Regions from separate parts of the Zea mays genome. Here region 2 is linked to region 1. A link is a contact called in public Hi-C data. All regions are on one chromosome and are shown on one strand. The core of a region is the stretch at or near the end of the contact, and the rest is flanking DNA. Distances in the headings are between cores, read along the strand shown.

What was found. Hi-C and Micro-C count contacts between places; a contact is called where the count stands out from the background.
Region 2: a Hi-C map of ear shows a contact between it and region 1, with 2.3 times the contacts expected there. The contact joins the enhancer-like site here to the promoter of LOC100501498 in region 1. A contact is called at or near these places in 3 of 25 Hi-C or Micro-C datasets (ear, leaf and tassel).

Annotation. Positions count from the first base shown.
Region 1 is chr8:98,551,762-98,559,704 of Zm-B73-REFERENCE-NAM-5.0, forward strand. It overlaps LOC100501498, which reads right to left and starts at 3,580. Exons shown (of 1, transcript NM_001322947.1): 1 at 1,783-3,580. The coding sequence starts at 3,510. The coding sequence ends at 1,882.
Region 2 is chr8:98,849,071-98,857,013 of Zm-B73-REFERENCE-NAM-5.0, forward strand. No RefSeq gene overlaps it. Among protein-coding and RNA genes, the nearest start is that of LOC103637126, 52 kb to the left of the region's middle. Within about 2 kb of position 5,106, at least 20 of the 20 cell types and tissues checked have an H3K27ac peak or open chromatin away from gene starts, as enhancers often do. A contact at or near this core is called in ear, leaf and tassel, where this site is marked.

The DNA.
Region 1 (7,943 bases), core at 2,330-4,829:
ACACAACAAACGCAACAAGCGCAATTGTGACTCAATAGTTGCGACACACATGCAATGCCTTTAGGGCCCTCGAAAAATGTGTGACTCGACGATAGCGGTCCGACTCAACGGGAGCGATCCGATTAAGTGAGAGCGCGACATAGCAATCATATGACGCAGCCAAATTCGAACGGCACAAATATTGCGTCGTGTTGCCAGGGCGCAGCCAATATTCAGCTAATGCCATAACTCAGTCGATTACCAACGCAACCTGATCAGTGTGTCCGAGTACCCACTATACAATTTAATCACTCAGCATGAGTCTTAAGCTCAATGCAACATAAATATTTAGAGCGATTTGATTATGCACAATATAGCATTCATTTATTTTAATAAATTCTGTCAATTATCTATTACAAGAAATAAAGCAGAAAAACAATACTAGAATTAATGCATGGACATACCACATCAGATGTAAAAGGTATGTTTCCATTTTTAAACATGCATTTTTTCTACTATTTATTTGTTATGGAAAGTAATTGATTAATATATAAACTGAAATATAAAACAATCTTTATTCTCTCTTTTTTATGTCATCAACTGGTATACGGTGCCTCCTTTTCATTTAATCCACCTCTAGCCGCATGACCCTGCGCGCACGCGGTCAAAGCCCAAAAACGATGCCATTTTTTTCTCCGCTACAGCAACCAACTCAAACATGCAGTCGTGCGTTAGATTCGCTGCATGCGGGCATGCGATTTTTTTATATAGTGTTTATCCAGTCTCAACAGGGAACCGCCCATGCCATCCCAGAAAAAACGGATCCCCTTGCATGCAGCCATCAGCCTGCGACGACGGATCGCATGGGCAGAGGGCTTCAGATCAACGACCGGACGGCTAGCCTGGGCTTGCTCTCAGGCCATAGCCAACAGCTGGTGCCTGCCTCAGTAGGCACACACGTACAAATTTGACCCTGTCGCTAACAGCACGGTTGCCCCTGTGCCCCGGACTCCATGGGGCCTCTACCAAACCCGGCGGCGATGCTGCTGGCAATGTGCCATTGTCGACGCGAGCCACCAGGGCGCCGCGTGTGCCGCCGATGCTGCGTCAATCGGGTGAGTGGAAGGGAGGGCCTGCGGAGGCAGGGCCATGCCCGCGCCTAGTTTCTTTAGGAAACTTTTTTTCTTCTTCGCCGTAAAGGTTAGATTGTAAAGTGAATCACATATCCAATCTAAAAATTTACATACCGCTCGATTGCGTAGAGGCAGAATCGAAGACTGTCGCGTAGGACAGTTCGGCTAGACCGGGAGACCTGCCGGCTTGACGAAGAGTTGATGCAGATCTGATCCACAGCAACGTCGATGTAGAGCGTGCTGATAACGTATTGAGAACTACGTCACCACGGATCACCAGATCCGCTCTCTTCCCTCCCGTCAGCAGTAGAGGCGCGAGAAGCTGTAGAGAACCCGTCTCCCTTCCCACAAGCACGACAGAGTAACACATGAGACACATGATATAGGGTTGGACCTCTGGCCTCTTTCTCTTCTCTGTATTATGAGGGGGTGTATAGGTTCCTTATATAGAGAGGTGAGACCCCTCAGGGACAAAGCAAGTATTTGTGCACATAACCCTAACTAGGGTTACTTAACACAAAGGAGCCTAAAAACCATATCCGTCTATCATAAGTCATAACCGTTTTGCCACACCTGCTCGGAAGCCATAACTAGTGCTGCTAGCCTACAACGGCATCACGAAGGAAACAGCAGAACAGCCTCTCTACATCTACATGGTCACTCAAACTCATTAAAGTTGGCAAGCACTTGATATCTGCTGAAAGGGTACAAATCCAGTTACTATATGTAGCTGCGCAGCAACAAGCCACACATTCACTCTGTCACCGCCTCACGGTGCAGGGGAGGACACGTACTGCAAGAACTCCTTGTCGAGGAGGAGATGCGCCATGGTGTCTGGCGCGAGGCACACCTCCACGTCGATGCTACCGTCCCCAGCCTGTCCGGGGAACGAAGACATCTTGCCGTCGAATTTGTTCGCGCGGCCGCTCCGCACGGCGAGCGCGCGGCCCCACCCGAAGTCGTTCCCGTCGTACATCGGGAACCGAGGCGAGCTCCCCATCGTGAGGGCCGCCCCGTCGGGGTTGCCTAGCGGGAAGCAACGGGGCGCGGCCTCCCACTCCGCCGCGGCGCGCCGGATCGCGCCGTCCTTGTGCGACGCCACGGTGGCGTTCAGCCGGGCGGCCGCCCAGCCCAGGTCGTTGGACGCCAGCTCGGCTACGGTGGCCGTCGTCGCCACGCTCTGGATCGCGTTGCCGAAGTAGAGCGGGGAGATCGCCGGGCGCAGACGGTGCCGGCAGTTCACGGCCATGCGGAACGTCGTCGTCTTGTCGGCAGCCAGCAGCCGGCGCGCGCGCGTCACCGCCCTCCAGATGTGCGCGCACAGCGACTGAAACGACGAGATTTCACCGGAACGCCCTTCAAGTCTGGAGTCGTCGTGCGCGAGCTTGCCGTTAGCCTCGGCTTCCTGACCTGCTCTTTTCGAGCGGTTGGCCGTCGCCTTCAGCTCGCTGATTGCGGCAGCACTGAAGTGGAGGATCCGCTCGCGGAGCGGCGCGTCGGCGTCGAACGTCACGGCGGGGCTCGCGCCTCCGGGGAAGCGTAGGACGGCGGTGGAGTCGCCGAAGAAGTTGCGGCGGAAGTCGGGCTCCCGGACCGGCGCGCCGCGGCACAGCCCCGCCCACGTGTTGAAGAAGTGCCAGAAGGAGGTGCCGTCCACGACGGCGTGGTTGGCGACGAAGCCGACGAACACGGCGCCGTCGCCGAGCACGGTGAGCTGGAACGCCGTGAGCGGGCGGCCGTGGCCGCCGTAGCTCACCGTCCGGTCCATGGGGAACAGGCCGTTCGTCAAACGGGTCGGCACGTCGGCGCCGGGCACCAGGAAGTCGCCGAGCGACAGAGACGGCGCCACCGCGTGGTAGAACTCGACGGCGGCGTCGTCGCCGCCGCACCGTATCACGATGCTGTCGTCGTGGAGCGTGACGAGGCGGCCGGCGAGCGCGGGGAAGACGCCGAGCGCGCGGGAGAGCGCCGCCACGAGCGACGACACCAGCGAGGCCGCCAGCACGCCGGGAGGAGGCGGCGGGAAGAACAGCCCCTTCTGGATGTAGTGGCACGATAGCATCGGCATGTCCGACACCGAGAGCCTGAGGTCTCCACTGCCGACCGCCGCCGACGCGCCGGCGGGCCGGACCGTCTGCTTCGAGACGACAGAGATGGCCGGCGCCGGCGCGTCCTTGCAAAGCATTCTGTTCGGCGCGATGGCTGGGTACGCGGCGACGGCCGAGGCAGCCTCCACCAAGGCATCGGCGGATATCGGTGGGGCCATCATCGGATCGTGCTTATCTGGAATAATCGTAATTGAAGTGTGTGGTGATGTGTGGTGCTGCGGACCTTTATATAGGCAAGGCAAGGCATCCAGAGAGCTTGGATCCGTGCACATGCACTTGTTCATCTGCATCTCGCCTGTTCGCGTCGTATTCTTGGGCCCATTTGCATGGAGCTTCAGCTTGAGGCTACCGATGATGGAGTTGAAGCTCACTGCTCACCGGAGACCGAACCAAACACAAGTAGTGTCGAGGATCTGCACCTAGCCGAACCGGGTGTGGAACGGCTGTTGCACGCACGTGCTACACGACCGCCCCTCGTGCGGGCTGTCGCGTGGTCCACCGCGCCGCCACAAGGCGCCAGGGCTCGGGAAATATTAGTATCCCCGCGACGGTGCGGCGTTGCTGTCATGCTGTCACGGGGCTGGCCGTGGCCGTGGCCGTGCGGGACACGGGGAGAGCAAGCACGGAGCAGAAGCAGAGCACCGGACAGCCATCAGACAGCGCCACCCGCGGGGGCCAGCGCCCACGCGCGGCCGAGGTTCGCGGCAGCCGCGGCGGGTGGCAGCGCACATGGCACACGGCCCCGAGGCCCCAGGCTCCACCCGCGCGCGCGGCGTGGAAGCGGCGGAGCCACAGCTTTGCGTCGGAGACGGAGGGAGCTCGACGTCGGGTTTGGTGGCTCGTCCGCTCGTGGATGGTACGCTGTACAAGGCCACTAGGGTGCCGCACGCTGCTTGTAGTGACAGGGTGTCGGCCGGGCGCAAGTGAACGACGACGACGCACCCGCGAGGAAGCACCGTGTTTATGGGCTTACCGATCTGACACCTGCGCGCGTTGCTGTCCCATCGGGCCGTCCCTGGCTAACCTGGGCAAGTTGTAACCCAATTGTGATGAGCCCATAAACCAGGCCACAATTTTGAGGTATCCTGCGCCATGTTTTCTGGGGAAACTAGGCCTTGAGTGCCAGTGCCACCCACGGAACAAACTGTCCGAATATGAGGCCTGCTGTCATGAAGCCTAGGAAGTCAGTGTCACTACGCTTCTACGTAGCACAGCCATTGATGTTTTGCACCTCTGATGGCAATGGACCTGATTCCTGATTCTCCACAAGGAATTTATCTAGTAGGGAATAAGAATAGAAAAGTTTCTTACCTCCTGGCGAGGGTATAAACGGGAAAAAACTGTTCTCCGTAAACAGAGATGGGACGGGAAAAATTCTTCATCCTCGTTCTTCGCGTGATATATTAAATTTGTATGTGACCATGTTTTTATGTAATAGTTATTAATAAAATTAAATAATTATCTTATCAGAAGATTACTTATTGTACAGATGTGTTTATTTTAATGTACATATAATGATTTTTTATATTAAGTGATAATATTTTATATTAATAATAAATAATGTATATCATAATTATAATTTAAGAGAACAGAGATGGGAAAGAAACCTTCCCTGTAAGTGTTTGTGGGACCCCTGTGGGGAATTTTTTTTAGTCACATGGACAGAGATGGGTGGTATTCTCCGACGGGGAATTCTCTATTGCTATCTCTACTCTGTGGCCTGTCAGCCTCTCCCAAACATGGTAAATACTAGCATATAGCATGTGCTAACGCCGGAGATCTAAATAATATTGTTCACTGGATTTTAGTGAGAAAGGAAATGAGAAATATCCAACGATCTGAATCATTAGTTTTGATATTATGTTAAATCTAGATGCAATTTATTTGGTGGAATTTGTAGAGACAATGGATATGACGATGACTTTTGCAAAGTTTAAAATTAGTGAATTATAGGTGCGACAACGGCCAACAGGCCAGCCATGGCGCAGAGGCTGCCCTACCATGTTTACTGTACGTCTGTACCCCCGGCAACAAAGCTGCGAGACAGCCAACAGCACGCAGGTGGCCGGTGGCCCGATCCCTCACCTCCGTCGGTCCCCGGCACTGTCACGAGCCCCGCCGGGGGAGACACATTACATTGGCCGGCCTAGGACAGCAACAGCCGGCGAGAAGATACTGCGAACCTGGAAACCAATCGATTTGGTGGCAGGCTGCAGCGAACTTGGCCTTAGAACCGCGCGCTTGGATGCGAAGGTGAAGAAATATCTTGTATGCAACTGGCAGAAGACAAGTCCACATTATTAGTACTTCGTACTACTTGCTCGTTGCTGCAATGGTTGGCGTGTCATCTTACTACCGGAAACAGCTTCTGCCGAGTGTCTAAATCACTATTTAAATCATCCGACAAAGTCTGATAAACACTTGGCAAAAACTTTATCGAGTATGATAATTGACAAAGAAAGTTCGACGAACTGTACATTGACAACGGCTTTTATGCGAGTATTTTTTTCGGGTCTCGACAATTATAAAAGTGTTTGCATCGACAACGGCTTTAACGTAGACCGGCTAGATTTCTATACATAGCGTGTCACACTTTTTCGAAACATTCTTAAATTTTTATCATAGCCTCTACATATGATATAATGACATATGGGCAAGTTTTATGATTTTCTGACTTTGTTTGTGTTTTATACAATTTTTAAACAACTTGATCGTAAGTTCACGGTCATGTAACATGAGCATAGTGCTCGAAAATTCTGGTTCGCCCCTTAAATCAGTCGTAACTTGTGCTAAATAACATGGATATCATTTTCGCTATCACGATTTTTCATTTTTCGAGTGACTTGCAATTCAAATCTAAATTATTCGAGTAAATTCAATTAAAAGAACAAAATCTAATAGTTATAGCAAACACTTTTATAATTGTGCCAAAATGGAACACATAGGTCTATATAATGTAGGAACAAACCACAAAAAGTTTGTTTCGAAAAATAAAAATACACTTTACCGAGTGTCCAATGTAGGAACTCGACAAAGCATAGTTTGGCGAGTGTCGCCCGGACGACACTCGGCAAAGTAACTTCTTTGTCGAGTGCCAACGTCTGACACTTGGCAAAGGTAACGGTCGTTGGCTATAGACGGCTGCTGACGTCCCTTTGCTGAGTGTCACCGTTCACCGAGCGTGTAACACTCGTCAAAGAGGTTTTTATCGAGTGTCTAGCAATGTCAAGTGTTTTAGTCTCGATAAACGGAGTTATTATCGAGAGTGATTTTGCTAAGTGCTCGACAAAAAATATTTGATAAAACTCAGAGCACTCCACAAAGAATGAGACCGTCTGTCGTCGAGGAGGCAACATATGGCCTTCTAGAAGGCGGGGGCGATATGGCCAGGTTGGATAACCTTGACATGGCAGATCCGCATCTGACCAATGGCTGGTCGCGTGATTAATGATTATGGTCGGTGTGCAGTTTTTCGCGTCTTGGAGTGACATATAACCTTGACGGTACAAGATAAGAGTTAATTTTAGCACAGTGTCAGATTCTAGTATTTTTTTTTCTAATTATAGCTAAAACTATTGCTATTTATGAAGTCAACTAGATATAAACAGAATTATTACAATATGTATTTTTATAATAAATTAATTAAAAACTTCAAATATAAATGTCATTCACTAAAAATTTAATCTAGAAATCTGATTAGAAGTAAACTACTCTAGCTGATATTTTTATTCTTTTAAGGATGTAAGAAGTACGCATCAACTTCTATAGGCTCAACCTGTGATAGAAGTATTGAACCTGACATGAGGATAGATCTCAGCTAAGAGTACTAGTACCGATGAACAGTACCATAACAGAACAAACAAATATCTCAAAAGAACATGAAAAGCAAGCCCTGTATTTAGGAATCTATGCTTGCTCCATTTCAAATATAAGGTGTTTTAGCTTTGCTCTTATGGGCCATTTAGATCCATTTATTTTAAATAAACTGGAATATACTTAATATACTAGGTCATTTGGTTTGGAATTTGACGTTCTACCGTTTTTCAAAGTTTAGATATAAGCCTATTCCAAATTTATAGGACGAGGGTTACAAATTGATTTTGATATAACTTTATTTGTTTTTATAGGCTGTGCATCTAGCTATGCAGATCGATAATTTTTTTTTCTATCAACCCGATGTAATGATCTTAAAAATTAATAAAGCTTTTTTATAAAAAAATTAATAATGAAGAACTAATCATTATATAGATGAGTTAAGAGGTAAACTATAATGATCCTTATATCCAATATTCGGTTATATTATTAAACTTGTTTTTTTTTGACAAGTTCTGACGAAGATAGACTTTCTGGGACCCAGGGAGGAGAACTGCAGCTCTCTCCTAGGGAGGCTAGAAAAGCAGAAAGGCGGAGGCAGAGATCGAGCTACGAATCACGATAGGCAGATTTCAGAAAATTTCTGCACTGCGAGTGCGAGAAGAAAGTGTCGAAGCTTATCTTCTCTCGATTGAATCCTGGGTTAGTCGTCTCTCTCAGACTTTTTGATAGAAGTAGTAGTACGAGCCACTTGCATACATGAGATTGGTTTATATTTTAATTCTCGTGAAGTACAGCTTAGATGCGTTAGTTATTGGCCACCGTGTCCCGAAGTTGCCGCGCCGGTTCTAGTCTGGCCGGCGCCGGCCAGCCGCCAACTCAACTAGGCCGTATCCAGTTGGGCCCGTTT
Region 2 (7,943 bases), core at 3,856-6,355, 300 kb after region 1:
AGTCACATTTCTGATCACAACTATATCTGATTTCTAAAATAGCTCAAGATAAAAAAACAAAATACACAAGTATGTACACAAATATATATGTATGTATACGTAAATATATATATGGGCTATGAGTAGTACCTTAGTTCAATAGGGATGGCAGCAGAATCATCTCTATCGTCATTTTTGGTGTCGCCATCGACAAAAAAAATCTTTGCAGGTTTCTTAGCAAGTGATGCACGACATCTAGAAACCATATGATATGCTTTAGATATATGCAAAAGTAGGTAGTGTGGATTAGAAATATTTAAAGAAATAAAGGGAATCTTGCGTTGACCTTTTCTTGGTAGCACTCTGGTGCGTCTCAGGCATTGTAAGGGCGTTTTCGCTGACACTATCTATTTTTTGCATCATGAGATATGAACATATGAATCATATGTGCACAATCCCCTAGTTGTTGTTTGGTTCTCATGAAGGTAAGGATTGGTGTAAACCCTATTAAATCAACAAAATATCACAATTCACAAGGGATACTTGGTTAATAAATAACATATCACCTAAAAAGATAATAATTTCTTTTAGATTAGCTTTCACTTTCTAGTACCTACCCCGATGCGATTGAAGTTCGATATTAAAATCTTTGAGCATTTTGACTCCAAATGATTAAGTAGATGTGCCTATACATAAAAGAACAATCAAACACTGGAAAAGGCAAATTAGTTTGGCATGTGAGCAAGACTTGGAAGAAAAATAACAATTAATATACCATAATTTTATTTTCCTGAGCATTGAGAGAAAGAGTGTGCGCCATAATATTGAGAGAAACAATTATCTTCTCAGAAAGTTGGTTGACAAGCTCTGCCCTCGAAGCATATTAAGAAAAACCAAACAGGAAGGGAGAGCTAGAAGACTAACCGTGGAAGAAATATCTAACGATAGAACGGATATGATTTTACCCATTTTGTTTCCAATTAAATTCCCAAATCTAGAAGCTAAGTGTTTTATTCAGCAATACTGTAAGGTCAAAGAATGCTTCAGCTACTCACACTGAAACCTGCAAGTGCAACAAGGATACCAAGTTCCCAAGTAAAATCATGCAGTAATGCCATTGCGAGTTGTGATGGTTCTGATGTATTTCATCTCAAAAGACAATTCCCAAATTCTCCACATGATTAACAGAATCAATTTCTCCTAAAAACCGCAGAGACAACTCCCAGATATACTTAGGCAAATTCAAACCTTCAAATTTATGTGTTATTTTAGTCTGTTGTACCAACTGGAACGTCACATCGAAGACTGTCAGCTATTGCTCACTTATAATCTCAAAGAGGCCTCGAGATCCAACTATCAAAGCTTCATCTTCAAATTCATGAGTTCAAGCTCTCAGCAAACTTTAAATTTGTCACGGGAACAACATAGAAGTATTAGTTTGGACATCACACAGTCATACTAATCTAACAACAGTTGATATCTTGTACCATATTTTCTCCCAAACTGGCTAGTTTAGAAGCTAAAGATCAAGAATTTTTTACTTCAACTAACCCATTTTCCCCTATAAACTAGGCCAATTTTCTTCTTGTTATTAATATTAGATGGAATCAAAGGTTCGAGATCTTTCAAAAAAATACTTAAAACTGAGGGGTTCCATGAATAAAGTGTATTGTCCATGGTATGTTTGCTTGCATAATCTCATAACTATTATGGGAGATCATAATAAAATTTAATACATTTTAAAAAACAATAATATAGTCAATCTTTGTCAAAATTTGCACACTACAAAGCTTCTTTTTGACAAGGCAGTGTTATAGGAAGGCAAGATAGCAACTTTTTTTGAACGTAAAGGCAAGATATCAACTCACCTCAGGCACTCTAAGTATAGCCTTTCCAGTCCTAGAAGGAACATTTTCACTCTTGGAATTATCTGTTGCTGGCATTCCATGTTTGCAGAATAATTCTCTGTATCTCTCACAACAATGCACAAGGATGATGATATCTTCCCATATACAAGGAACTGTCTGGCAAATATTGAAGAAAATCACTTGCCAATTCCCAAAGAGGACCATACTCATGAACAGTTCCACAAAGAACTGCATCTTCTTCAGATGTCCATGAGTCTGAAGCACAATCTTGAGACCCTATTCCTTTCCTTTTCAATCTCTCAGGCTTTATCACAATAACACTTTTCACTGGAATGCATGGGATGAAAGTTCTGCCATCACTTTTAGTTCTAGCCACTGATTTTGAATCTGAATCATTAAGGTCCTCCTTCAGCCTAGGTGACAAGGCTTCAGAAATAGAACTTGATTTTTCTTGAACTTCTTTAAACTTTTGATTTTACTATTTTCCTCAGTGGCAACTGTAATATTCTTACGCTTGTTAGAATAATGGTGTGGCGATTCATCACTTTAATCTCAGTTGAGGGTGCATTATCTATAGAGGTTTCCTCTAGTATGACTTCTGATTTAGGCGACAAACACACTCTTTTCAAGGGCTTGAGTTTGCTTGTCTTCTTTTTGTTCTTTATTGACTTTCTGCAGTGACTTCTGCAGATGAATGCCAAAATGTACAATTAATAGTATATCAAAGGGAAGCTTATAGACTAAGCAAAGAAAGTCAACAGGACATAAAAACATCCATTAGAAACAATATGGGCACATAACATGCTAATATTGCCAATTGACACAAAAGTGAAGAGCGACTGAGACAAAAATCACAAAACAAATTATGAATCTCACAGGGCTTGATTCTAAATGTCAATAAAAAATTTGCCCATGACTAAACCTCAATGAATTACGACTTTCACTAAGTTTAGATGGCTTTTTAACCGGAGAACGCATTAATATCATGGTCTAAACCTCAGGTGCTTGATTCTAAAATCTGCAGTTTTGTTTTCTTATAGGGCTTAGACGATCCAAATCTTGGTGTATCAGCTATAGAGGAAAGAAATGCTCTTGGCTTGGCTATTGTTCTCCGCTTCAGTCATAACTCCCTCACATCCTCCGACCCAATCCTCCCGTCCTCCTTCCAGCCGAAGGAGTCCCACCTCCACTCGCCATCGCTGCCTGCGAAGAACCCCACGGCAGCGAAGGAGGCCACCACCGGAAAGCAAATCTGCACGCTCGAGTGGCCCTTCAAGGACCGCAACGCAATCCTTGATGCCCGCTCGCACAAGAACAAATGACTCTTTCGGCTGGAAGGAGGACGAGAGGAGTAGCTGTAGTAGCTGTAGCTACTTTGGGGAAAAACAAAGGACTCTTGTAGTAGCCGTAGCTACTTTGTCCGTTTGAGTAGAAGAAGACAAGCGACGTCTTCGGGAGTGTCAGCTTCGGCAAACGCGCGCACAAGAACTCTCCCCGCATTCTACTCACCTTGGGAGCGGGCTGGATCGGCAGGCGGTCGTCGTCGTCGCTGCGCAGGCGGCGGTGCCGGTGCCTGTAGCGGCGGCGTTCGCGGTCGTCGTCGTCGCTGACAGCCACCGACGACCACTGTCGCTTCTCCTCCTCCTCCTCGCGGTCGCAGTAGCGGGGGAAGGGCACGAAGCCGGGCGGGCGGTGAATCGCGGGGGGGGGGGGGGCTGGATCCACGTGCGGGCGGGCGGTGAATCGCGTGCGGGCTGGTGTGAGCGGGATTCGCGGCGTGGATGTTGAGGCGGGGGCAGTCTACTGCAGTATTTGCAGAAACCCCCTCCGGATCCAACGATCGTATTCAAACAACCCCTCAGCAGCCGTCTCCGGTCTCCCTTCCGTCATTGCGCGTCCCACCTCCCGTCCCCACAATTTCCGCTCCCCTCACGAGCATTTCCCCCGCCTACCCGTCGCCGACGGCCATGGCCCACCTCCAGCTCATGGCGCTCACCGGCGGCGCCGACGACGAGATGGAGGAGGTCGCGCTGCTGGGATCCTACGACGAGGAGGCCGGGGTGGGGCCGGAGGCGGAGGGGGACCGGGCGGAGGCCGGCATGCGGCGGGTGCAGGTGCGCGTAACCGGCATGACGTGCTCCGCGTGCACGGGAGCCGTCGTGGGGCGGAGGGGGGGGGGCGCTGGATCCGCGTGCGGGCGGGCGATCCACGGGGAGGGGCGCTGGATCCGCGTGCGGGCTGGCGTGAGCGGGATTCGCGGCGTGGATGTTGAGGCGGGAGCGGTCTACATTGTAGACTTAATAATTAGTAGAGATAGAGATAGAGAATAATTCATACTTTGAACCGCCACGCGCGTGCGTAGCGAATCGTCCAACCACAGCCTCCTAGGCTACTTCAACAAATTTTGCCGCTACGGTTGGCCCGCTAACCAAGCGCACGCCGCCCAAATTTTGCCGATACGAGGTTGCTCTTTGGGGGTAACGAAGGGATGGCTTTGGCCCTGTTTGTTTCGGCTTCTGGCAGCTTCTGGCCACCAAAAGCTGCTGCGGACTGCCAAACGCTCAGCTTTTCAGCCAGCTTCTATAAAATTTGTTGGGGCAAAAACCATTTAAAATCAACATAAACACATAATCGGTTGAGTCATTGTAATAGTAGGAATCCGTCACTTTCTAGATCCTGAGCTCTATGAACAACTTTATCTTCCTCCACACGTAATCGTAATGATACTCAGATTTTCTCCACAGTCAGATTCTCCCCACAGCTAGATTTTCAGAAAAGCTGGTCAGAAAAAAGCTGAACCAAACAGCCCCTTTGTCTCTGCCTCCGTCGTCACGTGACCTCACAAGCTACCAGATTTGACATCTTGGACCACGCATGCGGCTACGGGGAATAGAGCGCGCCGTAAACGCTGACAAGAGCAAGCGAGGGAGGCCGGGAAAAAGAGAGGAAGGAGGGCATGGCACAAGCAGAGCATCTGATGCCTGGTGGTAGTGGTGTTCTCGACGGGTGTTCCATTTGAGCTTGACCGCAGGTTTTACTCGAGGGAGAACCGTAGAATCTTTTCTCTTTTTTTTGACAGGGACCTGGTTTACATTACAACGGGCATCACGGTTCCTGCTACAACGAAAAACTAGTAGCGGCACTGGACCAGCATCTGGCCCACTTGGTTTAGCATAAACAGATTAAGCAGGCCCGTTAGCCCACCTATATGAAGCGAAAGCCGACAGTGATGTCTCTGCCTGCTGCGGGCCCGTGGCTCCCCCCCGGCCTCCGAGAGTCTCCCGCGGCCCGTGCACTTCACCTGGGCAGTCCGCCACCGCTGGGCCGTTCTAGTCCCGCCCAGGCGCTCACTTCACTACTCGCTCACTCAGTACCCACCACACCAGAGCCGCCGCGAAAGGTCCCATCTCGCCTCCCCACCGGCCATGTGCATGTGCTCATGGTGCTACGTCTACGTGCTGCACCGGCGACATTGCCCCCCGAGATCCAAGCGCCCGCCAATTCTATATATACAAAGCGGCCACTTCTCAGCCTGTCCACGTAAGCAAAAATAAAATACACCGTAGGATTTGGTTTTGACGGCTGATCGAATTCGAAGGGACAAAAAGACAGTTTCCTGAACCTTCCTACAATGCACAGGTTTTCTCTCCCTCTCCACAACACCGCCGACGCAACCGTCACCGCCCGGCCTCTGCATCCTCCCTCTCCTCATCACAGCAGATGTCATCGCAAGCCCCACTATCCCAATCTAGATCCTCGGCCATAAGCAGCAGCACCACTCCAAACCTAGCCGAGCTCGCAGCGGAAGGGGGAGGCTCACTATTTTGCCATGGCGCTGGTCGCGCACCTCCAGGGCTTGCTGCCCCTGCGCCGAGGGAGAGGGGAGAGCTCGCCGGTTCCGGTGATGGCTATGTCTTCGCCGTCCAACATGACGCCGGCATCACGCTCCTCGACGCCTGCAACACCATCGTCGCACGCCTCCACCGCCTCCTTGCGTGCCTCGCGGTCGACCTCCTTTTTTCCTCCTAACGTCTGGGCGAGCTCCCGTCGCCTGAGGCCACTCGCGCCCGCGACGACAACCCCCGGCACAACGCTGCTGGTGCGCGAAACTGCCTGCAAACTTGATAGAACTTCATAGATCTGGCAAAACTTTCATTTGAGTGTACGTCTCCACTGACCACTGCATGCCTCCATTGTTACCCTCGTGGTGCAACACTGAATTGAACTGAACATGTGCGCAAAGCTGTAAAGGTCGATTGCAAAGTTGACCTCCAATACCCTCCAGCTATGAAGGCAAAGCGAGCGCACTGTCCGTAGTGTGCTCGAGCAGGAATGTTTCTTCTCTCGTGCTTCACTTCCAGTCCAACCTTGTCTGCCCTCAGTGATCTCAGTGATATGTGTGTTGTATTCTACAAGCTTAATGCATCTGAGGAAATACAAGACAAACAAAAGCAGCTCTTGATTTGGGAGCAGGGATGTGGCATGCCAAGAACCCAAGCCCAAGCAGAGGTGCTGCTCCATGCAGATCCACTTTCTCCTTTGCCTTTCCTTAAGAGGCTCCAATTGCTTGCTTTGTTGCAAGAAAACGAAGTAGGAAAGGTTATTTTCTATGTAGACTTCTTTTTCTTGAGTTCTGAAGTAGAGACTAATTGATGATCATGCCTTCTGCTGTACCACTGTAACCCATTGCTATAAAGTCAGATTAGTAAGGCTTGACCAAAGATTAGTAAGGCTAGACCAAAAATGTGAAAGATCGTAGCTTGCTATATTAGCAGTTTAGCACTTACATCACTAAATGTTTACCAGTTATATTTCGATTATTCTACGCGCGCGTAGCGCGCGCCAGTTACTAGTTACTACTATACAAACCGTGACGCAAACGAGCTACGCTGTTTGTCCACGTCACCGTTTTTATTCTCAGCCACCGGATCCTATACCAACGGCTATCAAACGCACTTCGCATACAGCATACAAGATAGCCTCTCCTTGACTAGCCATTTCCCGAAGCATCCGTTGGCAGTTCCCAAGGTCGCGTTGCTAGAAATCTGCTCCCTTGCTCTCACAACGCGTCATCGCCAACACCGAGGCTTCCGTGATTCCTCGGCACCAACGCTGCGGCCTCCGCAATTCCCTGCAGCAGGCACCATGGAGGAGGCGGCGTCTAAAGTGGAGGCAGAGAAGCTGGAGCCTGGAGGAGCAGCGCCCAGGGGTCCCTCGCGAAGGCAGCGGCGTCCTCCCAGGCGGTGAGGCCGAGCGCCAGGCGTCGTCGGCCATGCGGTCGAGTGCAGAGCGGTTGCGGGACGCGAGGTCGGGGAGGGACACACGGTCGTAGCGGTGCCAGAAGGGGCAGACCGGGAACAGGGCCGAGGAGGAGGAGGTGGCGGAAGCGGACCCAGGCGGGGGCAGGTGGTCGGCGGAGGACGGAGAGGAGAAGGCGGCGACGGCAGGGTCGTCCGCGAGGTCGGTGGCCGCCAGGTCCAGCACGCGGCGGAACTTGAGGGAGATGAGGAGGAGGTAGGCCGCCGCGGCTAGCACCTACAGATACAAAATTATTGACACAAAATTGGTCAAGTTTAATTAAAGCATAATTAAATTGTCATTATATGGTAGAGCAAGGGCGTGCTTGAAAGCCCAGTACCCTGTCAGAAACGAATATAAGTAGCAGGTTTTGATTACATATATTAATATATTATCAGAGTGTTACAGTATATGTAACAAGTAGAAAAAAGATGTACACTGATTATGTATATAGCTGACTTTCCTAAATGATATCATGGAGAATATTTGGAAAATAAGCATTTTTATATATTCTATATAATACAATTTTGTACACATATATAGGGAGCAAAGGAGCAACGCCAACGTGTCCACGTATCTCCAAATGTTGTCCGCCGTTCGATTCAAGATATACGACCAGCAGAGGTTCTAGCCAATGCAAATTCTTATATAATAGAGCGGGGAGCAAAGGAGCAACACCAGCGTGTCCACGTATCACCAAATGTTGTCCGCCGTTCGATTTAAGATATACGACCAGCAGAGGCTCTGGCCAAACCAGAAGGGAGGTTACAGTGGAGATCGCTGGAGACTTCCAGCTAC